Linked DNA regions of Danio rerio: region 1 is linked to region 2. A link is a contact called in public Micro-C data. All regions are on one chromosome and are shown on one strand. The core of a region is the stretch at or near the end of the contact, and the rest is flanking DNA. Distances in the headings are between cores, read along the strand shown. Region 1 has its middle 35 kb from the start of thbs1b. Region 2 holds the start of thbs1b (thrombospondin 1b).

What was found. A called contact is a pair of places that touch in the nucleus more often than the background predicts.
Region 1: a Micro-C map of caudal fin shows a contact between it and region 2, with 2.9 times the contacts expected there. The contact joins the enhancer-like site here to the promoter of thbs1b in region 2. A contact is called at or near these places in 2 of 18 Hi-C or Micro-C datasets (caudal fin and an unstated tissue).

Annotation. Positions count from the first base shown.
Region 1 is chr20:31,820,277-31,826,868 of GRCz12tu, reverse strand. No RefSeq gene overlaps it. Among named protein-coding and RNA genes, the nearest start is that of thbs1b, 35 kb to the right of the region's middle. Within about 2 kb of position 4,973, at least 4 of the 62 cell types and tissues checked have an H3K27ac peak or open chromatin away from gene starts, as enhancers often do. A contact at or near this core is called in caudal fin, where this site is marked.
Region 2 is chr20:31,784,399-31,790,709 of GRCz12tu, reverse strand. It overlaps thbs1b (thrombospondin 1b), which reads left to right and starts at 2,262. Exons shown (of 23, transcript XM_685303.11): 1 at 2,262-2,419; 2 at 2,523-2,606; 3 at 3,319-3,878; 4 at 3,960-4,035; 5 at 4,437-4,523; 6 at 4,611-4,720; 7 at 4,806-4,931; 8 at 5,374-5,470. The coding sequence starts at 2,543.

The DNA of each region.
Region 1 (6,592 bases), core at 3,724-6,223, 33 kb before region 2:
AGAGCTTGAGAGGTACTGCAAAGAGGAATGGGCAAGAATTCCCAAAGACAGGTGTGCCAAGCTTGTGGCATCATATCCAAAAACTTGAGGCTGTAATTGTTGCCAAAGGTGCATCAACAAAGTACTAAGCAAAGGCTGTGAATACTTATTTACATGGAAACAGATTTTTTATCTTTTTTCACATTGTCATTATGGGTTGTTGTGTGTAGAATTTAGAGGAAATAAATTAATTTAATCCATTTTGGAATAAGGCGGTAACATAAAATGTGGCTTGAATACTTTCGGATGCACTGCTTTTGTTTTTTCTACTATGACAGTAGATAGTAACAGATGGTGTCAGCGTTCTTCAATATATCTTTGTTTGTGCTCAACAGAAGAAAGAAAGCCATAAAGGCTTGGAACCATTTGAGGTAGAGTAAAAAGAGTTTTAAGTACATCCAATAAAACTGTCCTTCCAAGTTATGATGCAACTACTCTGGCAAATCAAGAGGAGAGCTCTTCATCAATATATCTAATTCTAACATCCCAGTTAAAAAACTTTTCAATGCAACTTTGTTTTCAGGTCAATTTTACTTTGTCAGATAAGACTAGGTTAGATATTTTTGGCTGGAATGCATGGCTGTGCAATTCTGTGTCTCGGTTATGAAATGCCATGATGTGCTTCATTCAGTTGTGCTTTTTTGCCAGTGTTAATATTAGGCCCCTCATGACCTCTGCACTCTTTAGAGCAGGGGTGTCAAACTCAGTTCCAAAAGGGTCGAAGCCCTGCACAGTTTAGTTCCAACCCTGCTCAAACACACTTACCTGTAGGTTTCAAACAAGCCTGAAGGACTCAATTAGTTTGATCAGGTGTGTTTAATTAGGGTTGGAACTAAACTGTGCAGAGCTGCGGCCCTTTTGGAACTGAGTTTGACACCTGTGCTTTAGAGTGTTGAACAACTGGCCTTCTAAAATAAGTATATCCAATAAACCAAAAAATAAAACCAAGGACAGTTCACCCAAAAATAAACACTAAAAGGCATTTACTTACTCTCAAGTTGTTTCAAATCTGTAAGAGGCAATATGACAAAAGAAGACAATATGAAGAATGTTGGTGACCAGATAAAAATACTATATAGACCAATAGTTTGGTTATCCACACTCTTAAAAAAAGATCTCTTCTAGTCTTCAACAGAAGAAAGAAATTGAGGTTTTTAACAAATGGAGAATTAATAAGAGATGACAGAATTTTCATTTATGGGTGAACTACCCCTTTAATGACGCCTGTTATTAATAAAAAATAAGTTTGCTTTGTAAAATGTTGGCTAGAGACTTCCCATGTGTTGGATGATAAGATTATGTCCTGCAGCTCCCATTTTTTGAACTCGACACTGTTTTCTAGCAACTGTATCTAAGAGTACGGTGAGCACATTAGAGAAAAATTCAAGATTGAACCCCAAGAGCAAAATAGTGCTACTGATTACTCTACTTAATGTGGGCCGCTTAAGCCACACCAAACTATAGGAAGCTGAATGAAAACAGTTAGGCTTGGTGAAAATAAATCTGTTTCTGCCTAAATGTCTGCAAAACCTGCGGTACTCCATACCACTTTCGCTTAAGACACGCAAAGTTTGACATATCTCATTAACAAATCCTTCTAAGTGAACCCATGCTGTACTTTAGCATGTTGTTAAGAGACTATATTTTTTGCAGGAGAGTTTTTTCTCTTTATAGCCTCCCGATGGGTCATTAAAGGTCTCTAATCAGAATCTGTTTAGCCTGAGCCACAGAGTCTTCCTCCATCATCATCTTACTGATGCCATTAACAATCCCCAAGTTAATTGAATGAGGGAACCAAGGCAGAGACTATAAACACATGTACACAGGAAAATCTTGAAGACTTCACTAAAATGGCTTCAATCGTAATGGCAAACAGAGTTCAAGAAAACAGTGGCTGCAGACAGATGTAATCTGACCTGTTCTGTCTGGTCATTTGCCTCCAGTTTAAGTTACTCAAAGGAAAATTGCTTTAACTAAGTAAACTTTTTAATAAAACTAAACAAATACCTATTTGAGGATTTCTATTGCACACATTTCATATATTGTGCTTGGTTTCTTTCATTCATTTTTTTAACTCTTTTATGCAAATGTCACAATTCAAACAGCATGGGAGTCAAGTAAACATGATAATTTCTTCCTCTTTAACGTACATTTACGAAAAATATGAATTAACACATTTCATACAATGCCTCAAGCAGTAAATGATGCTAAGAAAACCGCCTGTAAACAATAATGTACACTTCCTGACAAAAGTCTTGTTGTCGATCCCAGTTATACGATTAACTTTAATTCGTTGATCATTTGGAAAAGTGGCAGAATTTAGATTTTTCCGATGAATCATCTGTTGAACTGCATCCCAATAATCACAAACACTGCAGAAGACCTATTGGAATCACATGGACCTAAGATTTTTACAGAAATCAGACAAGTTTGGTAAAGGAAAAATCAAGATTTAAGGGTTACATTCATTATAAAGGGGCATGCGAGAGGTCTTCAGAGTGGATGGCAACATCAACAGCCTGAGGTATCAAGACATTTGTGCTGCCCGTTACATTACAAACCACAGGAGAGGGCAAATTCTTCAGCAAGATAGCAGTCCTTCTCATACTTCAGCTTCCACATCAAAGTTGAAAGCAAAGAAGGTCATGGTGCTCCAAAAATTGGCCAGCCTAGTCACCAGACAAGAACATTATTGAGCATGTCTGGGGTAAGATGAAGGAGGAGGCATTGAAGATGAATCCAAGGAATCTTGATAAACTCTAGGAGTCCTGCAAGAATGCTTTATTTGCCCTTCTAGATGACTTTCTTAATATGTTATTTGATTCATTGCAGCGATATATGGATGCAGTCCTCTAAACTCAATTTTTTTTTCCACTGCACCATGACTTTTTATTCTATACTGTACAGTATTTCTGTTAAGTGACAAGACTTTTGTCTAAGCAAAGTCAGACCTTACTGTTTGAATTAAATAATTAAAAATCAAGGCATGATCATATTTTATTTTGGTAAAATAAAAGTAATCTAGAGGCCTTTGCCCTTCATATAAGCCACTTCTGATATCAAATGATCAACTTGAAGTCAAGTTATTATTTGTTGATCCTTAAACTTGGATGAGCAACAAGATACATTATGTTAGCATTACGTTTAGCTCTGGTAAGTAATTCACTGTGCATAAATGTAATGTATAAATGCAGGACACAATTATATAATTAAACATTGAATGTAAAACTGCCTTATCTATAGTACATGTCTGCATAAAAAAACAATAATTTGTACATAAATTGTATTGTATCTAAAAATGAAAAAGCCACTAAACTAAATTATTTATTAACTGCAGACTTTAAAAGTATTTAATTATGTATATGCATAAAGGCTTTCTATTAAATGTATAGCATTATCTGGGGATTTTTTCTACTCTTAAAAATGTCATTTTAATTTATGTAATGTGACTATTCATGTAAATGCTAAGAGATGGATTTTAAACATGTTTGTTTAAAAAAAACTATGTGTATAAATAAATCACTGCATAAATCTATAGATGTTCTCACTAATAAAATTAAGTGCAGTTAACTTATAATGAATAAGTTTGACCACCTTACAATATTTGAACAAGTAATCCCAATGTTTTAAGCATTTTAACTTAAATAGATTAAAGTAATCTTGACTTACAATAATATCTATTTACAATAATTTGGCAGTTCATCCCACTGTGGCAATCCTTGATTATTAAAGGCACAAAGCCGAAAAGAAAATGAACGAATGAACATTTGAGTGGTCACTGTACAATATTTACACAATAAAAATATTTTAGAAGTCTAGGTATTGGTTTTTGTCTACTTAAATGTTTTAGTTCAGCTTACTTGATAATTTTAAGGCAATTAATTTCCTAATATTTTCCTATTAATGTAAACACTAATAAGAAATTAACACAACTAATTATTTTAAGTCAACGATACTGAGGTTTACTTAACTAGGAAGTTGTAAATACAAACTGTTTTGAGATTATGCTCATTTAAAATTATTATACACATTTATTTAGAAAAAATGAGGAAACCAATTGCCTTAAAATTTCCAAGTAAGGTCAACTTATTACATTTCACAGTGTAGATTTATACAATTATATTTCTTAAATGTTTATAAAATTTCAATCTAAACAGCTACAAAAAATTAAGGCAAAATGTATACATTTTTTTATAACATGCTTTCCTAATAAACTTTCTATTTTAAGAGCCCAAATTATTTATAATTATTTAGTAATTACATGAATAAAATGACTAAACATGGCAGTTTTAATATTTTTTTCCTACTTGTGAAATGAAGTCAGTCAGTCATAGAAAATCTACAATTAGTCATAGATATGAGAAGAAACAAGAGAAAAGTTTGCCAGTAAGACCTTTAGTCAGTGTGCAATCATGTGTTCAAGTGAAAAGAAAACCTGCCAACACCATGTCTTGTCATACTTATTGATGATAATGAGGGTCGGTTCACTGACTTCAAGCTGCAAAAGAGTACAGACTTTGACCCTTTATGTCGACTCAAATGCAGGCCTTAGGAATCATCTCTCAACATAATTCAACAATCAATGTCAAAACAACTCTCTCTCTCTCTCTCTCTCTCTCTCTCTCTCTCTCTCTCTCTCTCTCTCTCTCTCACATAGAACATTTAGTTCTGTTCATCCACCCAAGGCGATAATCAATAGCACAGACCTCTCAGGAACCGAATATCTTTAAATGGCAGACACTGACAATAAATCACTAAAAGGCCACTTTTTACATCTGTTCTGTCAAACATGCCTTAATATTACCAAAAAAAAGTATATCAGCGATGCCCTAAGGGTGCTGTCACCACATATTCAGTGATGAGCCCTACAGGATCAAGTACTCATGGCATGCGGTAGTAAAAATTAATCATTAAGCCTGTGAAAATAGCCATGAAAATAGCTTGCAGCGAATCACATGGGTTCATACGTGAGTCACTCTCCCCCCTCCAGTGATGTGCATGAGCCTCTCACCTGCAATCTTCCATCTGCGCCCTATTTGGACGCCTAAATGACTTCACATCATTTCGCACTCAAAATTCTCCTGAAAAAATATGTAAACCAGTCTCAATGTTTGGTCTGCTTGCTAACACATGCAGAATTTGCATATTACATTGGCGTCGGACATAGCACAGACCTTGGTCATCACAAAAAAGCTAAACATAAACATCTCCCTGCAAAATTTTTACCACAACTACTTCAACTATGGTATCAGTTCTATGCAAAAAGGCATGCAACGTGACTTACTATACTTAACGAAGCACCAAAACATTTACAGATTAAAGCAAACAAGCTTGAGGGCATGGTTTCACTCGCTCATTAAAACCACCGAAACCTCAAAGCCGACTTGTCCACACTGGCAGCGATGATGATGATGATGATGATGTTGTGGATGACTAATGTATTTACATGGTTCATTCTGACATGGTACGTAAGTTACCCAACCGCTGAGCAGAAATGCTTGCGTGTGTGTGTGATTTACCGGAGCACCTGTGAGTTTCTTTGCATGATTCAAAGCCAAGTTAGAGCTGGTGGTCCTTCAAGCTTGACTTATCGCTTAATTCTGGTGGACTCCACTAACTCAAAAAGGAAATAGTTGAAAGGCACAGATAAATGCTCACGGTTAAGGGTCAGTGGCTAAAGCATTTTGATGAGAAATGACCATACAAAACATGAGAAGTGATGTAAGTCCAAGTTCAACGGGTTTGGGTGAACAGTAGCCTTTTGATCTGCCTGGTTACACTACCCCAAACCGTTTTAAAGTAGTCATGGATTGACAAATCAAATTTGCCTTGATCTTTTATCATAAAAGAGGTCACTGTACAATAACAATATCCTGAAAACAGGATGTCCTGAATCCATAATAATACCATAGTGAAATCTTTTAATGAAACCAAGTTACCGAAATCACTTTTTTTGTTTTGGTTTTTAAAGTGTCACTATTTACATACCATTTGACGTGCAAATAAATAATTATGAGAATAACTAATGAGAATGTGTAAATAAATGACTTTATAAAAAGAAAGATCCAGATTTTTTTCTAGCAGTTTCATTATTTTCTGCAGCTAAGATCTTAAAATGAGATGAGCTGTCTATTGTACTTGTTTGCATTTCATTACTATAACAAGGCTCAGAAAATTTCATATTAGGAGCTGTATTTATAGACTTTGATACACTGATTATCAGCTTACAAATATAATGTGTTATCGCTTATTGGTATCGGTGAAAATTTCCATATCAGTACATTCCCTGTTTTGGCAAATTGTTAACAGAGGCTCATTGGTAATATGTGCCCAGGGCTATATTTTGAGAACTGCAAAAATGCGCCTGGGGCTTTGTCTGGCATTTTGTGTGTACAAAGAATGCTACATGGCGGTATGACGCTAGCAACAACTTCTGTTCCTTTTTGCACTACCACTGACTGCTTACCTCCATATGGATGGCTTTTCCAGCATGACCAGTTTGCTCTGTAGCTCGACACTTAGAATGTGGAGCAGAGTGGACCAGGGTAAGAAT
Region 2 (6,311 bases), core at 1,013-3,512:
AGTGTCTTAATTATTGTTCCGTTCCACTGAAAAATCAACAAGCACTAGGGTGGCCATTAGGCGAAGACTGCTTACTTCCGCTCTTAAATTCTTGAACAGTCTAAATAGACTGTTTTGAGCAGGAATAAAAATGGTTGGATGATCCCTTTTTAATCATCTTAAAAGAGTTATTCAAAATTACTTAAAAAAAAAAACAAACAAACAAAAAAACAGAAAAAACACATTTCTGCTTCCAGGTCCAAGCCTCTTTCGGTTTTTATAACATATTTACTCATGTCAATATTCTAACCATTTTATAAAAAATGGCTCACTGTCCAGTGCTGTAGCACATATGAATAATTTGAAAAAATAAAAGTTATAAAAAATATAAATAATTTCATAGCATTGATCACATGTAGAATGTTAATCCTCCAAGGAACGTTTTCCATAGGGTTAGGCATACTTAAAAGTATAAGCTATAAGCTAAAATGTGACCAATTTAGTGCCAAGGAATATTGAAATAAACTAACAGGTATGATTTATGCATTGTCATTTGAACATTTGGAAAGCATATAAAATAAAAATCATTATATGTATATATATAAAACGATATATATATAAAACGATATATATATATATATATATATATATATATATATATATATATATATATATATATATATATATATATATATATTGTACCTGCTGCAATATGAGTGTATATAGTATATAAACACTATATATATATATAAAAAATATAAAATACTAAAATATAAAATACTATATATAAAAAAATATATTTTTAATGCTTGTTCAAACTATTTATTTAAAATGAGCTGAATCAACACAATTATTGAGTTATTTTTAATAACTTGTTTTACGTTCAATTCACTTAAATTTGATAAAACATTTAAGTTAACATAATTGATTTTTGTTAGGACAACTTAAAAGAATTGTGTGGAACCCAGCATTTTAACAGTGAGATGTGAAGACTATACTATATGTCAAAAGTCCTAGTGTAGCAGTACTGTCATATCTACTTCACATACAATTCTAGAAATTTAGTTTGTATGATTAATATCTTTTACATTTCTATTTTCATTGTAGTAGCTTTTAGGATAATACCATGTTTTTGATAGTGTTGTTTAGTTACCTTTTATATAACCATCATCCCAAATGGTTAAACTATGCTTAGTGTAGTTGGTTACCACGTGTACTTGTACATGGTTTGGCTATAATGAATTTTCATAAGGATATGTGAAGAGTTCAGATGCAAACACCTGTAAGCGCCATCTGATTTTTTTCTCCTAAAATTAGCATTTTTCAAATGTAAAAGTTGAGTAATTTTCCTTTTATGTCAATTAATATTCTATTTTCATTGCATTTTATATGAAATTAGTGTATATAAATATAGAAGTTTCAAAAAATTATAATTTTGAAAATTTTAAGATGAAACTTTGAGGTTTTTGCATCTTAACTCTTCATATATGTTTTAGGGGAGTTTTTAACTTGACACTCCTGACAACATAAAAAGTGCTGAAGTTAAACTATTTTTAATGCTAAAAAAAAAAATAAAATAAAAAAAAAAATATATATATATATATATATATATATATATATATATATATATATATATATATATATATATATATATATATATATATATATAGCATTTAGCTGATTTAACATTAAATCAACATTAGAAATCCTTTAGAGAACCAGGTGCTCAAATAACCATAGATCGGCCTCTAGCGGAGACGCGCCTTACTGCAGCAGTTACTTCACAGGCATCCCATTAGATGCTGTGAATGGCAGATACACCGTACTTAAATATAAACACTTTCTTTAAAAAAATAAATAAATAAATAAGATACAAGAAAAAGTGACGCTTGACCATGAAAACATACTTTGAACCATTTATTATAGATTGAGTGAAATGAAAATACAATAGCTAAGACAAGGAACGGAATAGACCGAATCCTCAGTGACAAGAAATAACTGACATTACTAAATGATCAAACAAAAAGCAGTGCGACGAAAATAATCAGCACTGCGGCAAATAAAACGGAACTAAACGGAAGCAGCAGTCATAAAAAGCAAAAGTATGTTTATGGAATGTGGTGGCTGGAATTTGTGCGTTTTTCCCTCGTGTGTAAGTCAGACAAACGCTCTGTGAGGTAACGCAAGCTCGTCCCTTTTCCCTTTCAGCATCTGATTGGAGGAGACGCGCGCTCAGGAATGCCATGAAACTATTTAAATAGCACTTTGCTCTCTTTGGAAATAGTTAGATTGACCACTGTAACTACTACAGCAAAGCAACATCGAATGCTGTAGATCGCGACTAAAAAGGAAAATTATTTCTTATACGACCTTTGATTGACGCATCTTAGGAATAATATCACTTTTCCCTGGATTTGCTGCTGTTTTAAACTCTTGGAAGGTGCGTTTAAGTTTTTTTTAAACCTTTGATTGATCAGACCTGTTTGAGGGTACGTTTGGCTCATTTTTAAATAACTTTTGCCTTTATTTGTGATTTCTGATAGGTTAAAGAATAAGTGATAAAATGAAGTCAACTGCAATCTTTTTGCTACTGATGCTTTGGAACTGCGAGAGCGCGAGAGTCGCAGGTGAGCGATGATTCTTGAGCTGGTGCCGTTCAGTGATTGGGACTGCTCCAGTCCTGTGGTTAAAAGAACAACTAGCTGTTAAATATTACAAAATTACTAGCCATTTGGTTATTATGCCAAAATATACTTGGGACTTGTGGGTTTATTATGTGACTTTTTAGCATCGGAAAAAAATATTTTAAGAAATATTTAAACTAAAAATAAGAATGTCTATTTTAAGTTTAACATGTTTATATTTCTCAAAAAATTCCTCAAGTATATTTCATATAGTCACCATAAAATCCATTTAAAGAAAACAGTCTACCTATGCCTTCAGTATAATAACGTACTTTATGGAATAAAGTTTAATTTCATAAATAAAAAGTAGTTAATCACCTCATAATTCACAGTATACTTTTATAAACTAAAAACGGAACAATTTAGTCACAATTAGTACACATAAAAATATATATTTAAGTCTGCTACTTAAGTAAAAGTATTCAAATATACCTACCTGAAATACACATGCTTGTTTGTAACGATACATTATATGAGCGTATGTGACCGGTCAGTTATATTGAGTTGCTATGGGCAACGATATTTGATTCAGATAATTGACAGCTGAACTGACCAATCAGAATCAAGTACCACAGAGAGCCGCGTATCAATTTAAAAGTAATCTTTAATGTTTGATATATCCATTATAACGAGATTTATTTAACCTTCCTGATAGAGAGTCGAGACGACAACAGTGTTTACGATCTGTTCGAGCTGGTCCAAGTACCAAGGAAAAACCACGGAGTGACCCTGGTGAAAGGCGACGACCCGTACAGCCCCGCCTACAAGATCCTGAACCCCGACCTGATCCCCCCGGTCCCCGAGAGCGCCTTTAGGGACCTAATCGATTCCATTCACGCCGAGAAAGGATTTCTGCTGCTGGTTAATTTCAAGCAGTTCAAACGCACGAGGGGAAGCCTGCTGACTGTGGAGAAGAATGACGGTTCTGGACCCGTGTTTGAAATCGTTTCCAACGGGAAAGCCAACACTCTGGACATTGTTTTTTCCACCGAGAACAAGCAGCAGGTCGTGTCCATCGAGGAAGCGGACTTGGCGGTGGGACACTGGAAAAACATCACTCTTTTCGTGCAAGAGGACAGGGTTCAGTTCTATGTGGGATGTGAGGAGGTGAACGTGGCGGAGCTCGATGCCTCAATCCACACCATCCTGACTCAGGAGATTCCAGGTGTGGCCAAAATGAGGATCGGTAAAGGCGCGGTGAAGGACAGGTTCATGGTGAGTGGACTGTTCACTGTATGAACTCTGTTGCATGTTAACAGAAGCGATGAGAAGTACTAACCACTTGTGGATTTTTAGGGGGTGTTGCAAAACGTGCGCTTTGTATTCGGAACCACGCTGGAAGCCATCCTGAGGAATAAAGGGTGCCAAAACTGTAAGTGTAATGCAGAACACATGAGTATGCATCCATAAGAATAATGATGAATGCAAGCTTTTGTGCACATGTTGGTTCGGTTTTCTTTACATATTAACTTTTAAATAAGTGTCTTTTTAATAAAAAAATAATTAAATTATATTTTTCTAAAAAATCGTTGGACCATAAAATTAGCAATACATCTTTTCTTTTAAGTGCAACAAAATGAACCAGGCAAACAAAAAAGCATCACATCATAAATCCAAATACATCGTCTTCTGTGCCAGTGAATGAATAATAGCAAAATTAGACCGATAATTTAAGCTGTATTCACTTTTCCATTCATTTTTAATTGAAGTCTTCTGTTTGCTCATTTTTTATAATAATCTTTAAGCCATCTGTATATCTTTTTTTTCTAGCAGCAATGACTGATATCATTACCCTTGACAATCCCATAAATGGATCCAGCCCTGCAATCAGGACAGATTACACTGGCCACAAAACAAAAGGTAAACCTTAGTTTTCAGTTAAAAATATTAGTTATTTAAAGTGCGCAAAATCCAAAACTTATAAAACTGCATATTTCTCCTTTACAGATCTGCAAATGATTTGTGGCTTTTCATGTGAGGATCTGGCTGCCATGTTTAAGGAACTGAAAGGTCTTGGTGTGGTGGTTCAAGAACTGTCCAATGAACTCCGAAAAGTGGTTAGCAAAAAGAAAGAATATATATATCAACTATATACGGTATAAACTCTCAGTTGTATTAATTTGCTAAACATTGTATTTGCAGACGGATGACAAAAACATGCTCATGAATCAAATGGGCATTCGTGCTGGTGTATGTCTTCACAATGGAATTGTGCACAAAAACAAGGAGGAATGGACAGTGGACGACTGCACAGAGTGCACTTGCCAGGTATGAGCCCAAAGAATCAGAGAGCTACCTGCTCTGTCATTAAGGCACTAATTTGTGTGTTAGCAGTGTCACTGTGGGTGTTATGATACCCAGTATTGGTCTTAGCCTTGTCCACTGTGGCAGACTTAAGCTGGGTGTATCCATTTCCCTAAGCTTCCTAGTCTCTAATTAAAATTGGGAAATGGAGGAAACTAAAGAGAGCACAGTCGACTCAACCAAACCTTATAAACTATATTCATGGTTTCTCTAAACTGGCACATCAGATCAACACTATGTTGGAATATTTAAAAGACAGACTTAAACACGACCACATGATTAAGTCTCTCAGTGTTCACATTTTCAGAGATTACTACTGTAATGTTAAACATTGTATTGCACGACTACACCAGCTGTGGCATATCCTTTAACAAGTGATCAATGAGAGTCAATGTGTTATCCACAGAATTCTGCAACGGTGTGCCGCAAGATTTCATGTCCCCTAATCCCATGTGCAAATGCCACAGTACCTGATGGAGAGTGCTGCCCTCGCTGTGGAACACGTAAGTGCTTCTGCCTAACAAAGTTCACACAGTTCAGTTGCATTAGCAAGATTTCAGGTTTCATTTGCAAAATGGCTAATTACCCTTTGTCAACAAAGTTGACATGTAAAGTATAAAGAAAAGCACACAAAAGTCACTTTTATAACCAAGCTTAAACAAAAGTGAAAGCTGTGAGCACTTTTTGGATCCTAAATGAAACTTTTCAGCAGTTTCAGCAAAATTTTACAAAGCAACAGTAAAATCACCTTCAGAATAAATAAAATTATTTTATCCATAACCTAATTTACATATTGGATAAATAAACTGTACATTACTGTTTAAAAGTTTTGGGGCCTGAAAGACTTTTTTTAAAGAAATAAATACCTCCCAATAAGCAAAGATACGTTAAATTCATACATTTAAACCAACATTAGATTAGAACCATCTTGAAATTCTATCATGTAAATAAATAAAAAAAGATCAATTCACATAAAATATATTAAATTAGCACAATGTTTCAGCACTGATAATAAGAAATGTTTCTTACACACCAACTCAACATACAGCATTAGAATGATTTTTGAAGAATCCTGCAAATATCACCTTACAATAAAAATAAACAGAAAATGTTGTATTTTTGATCAATGAATGTGTTCTTGTTTAGACAAAGAGATGCTGAAGCCATGCACTCTAAAGTACAAAAGCGAAGAGAAATACAATAGTGTCAAATTGAATAAATTGTCAAACAAGCAACATTTTGACTTTGAAAAGCTTTTGTATTGTAAGAGCTGTTGCTACCCAAACATCCACAACCATTCTAAGACATACAATAGACTTCAACCAGAGTTTAACTAATGAATGG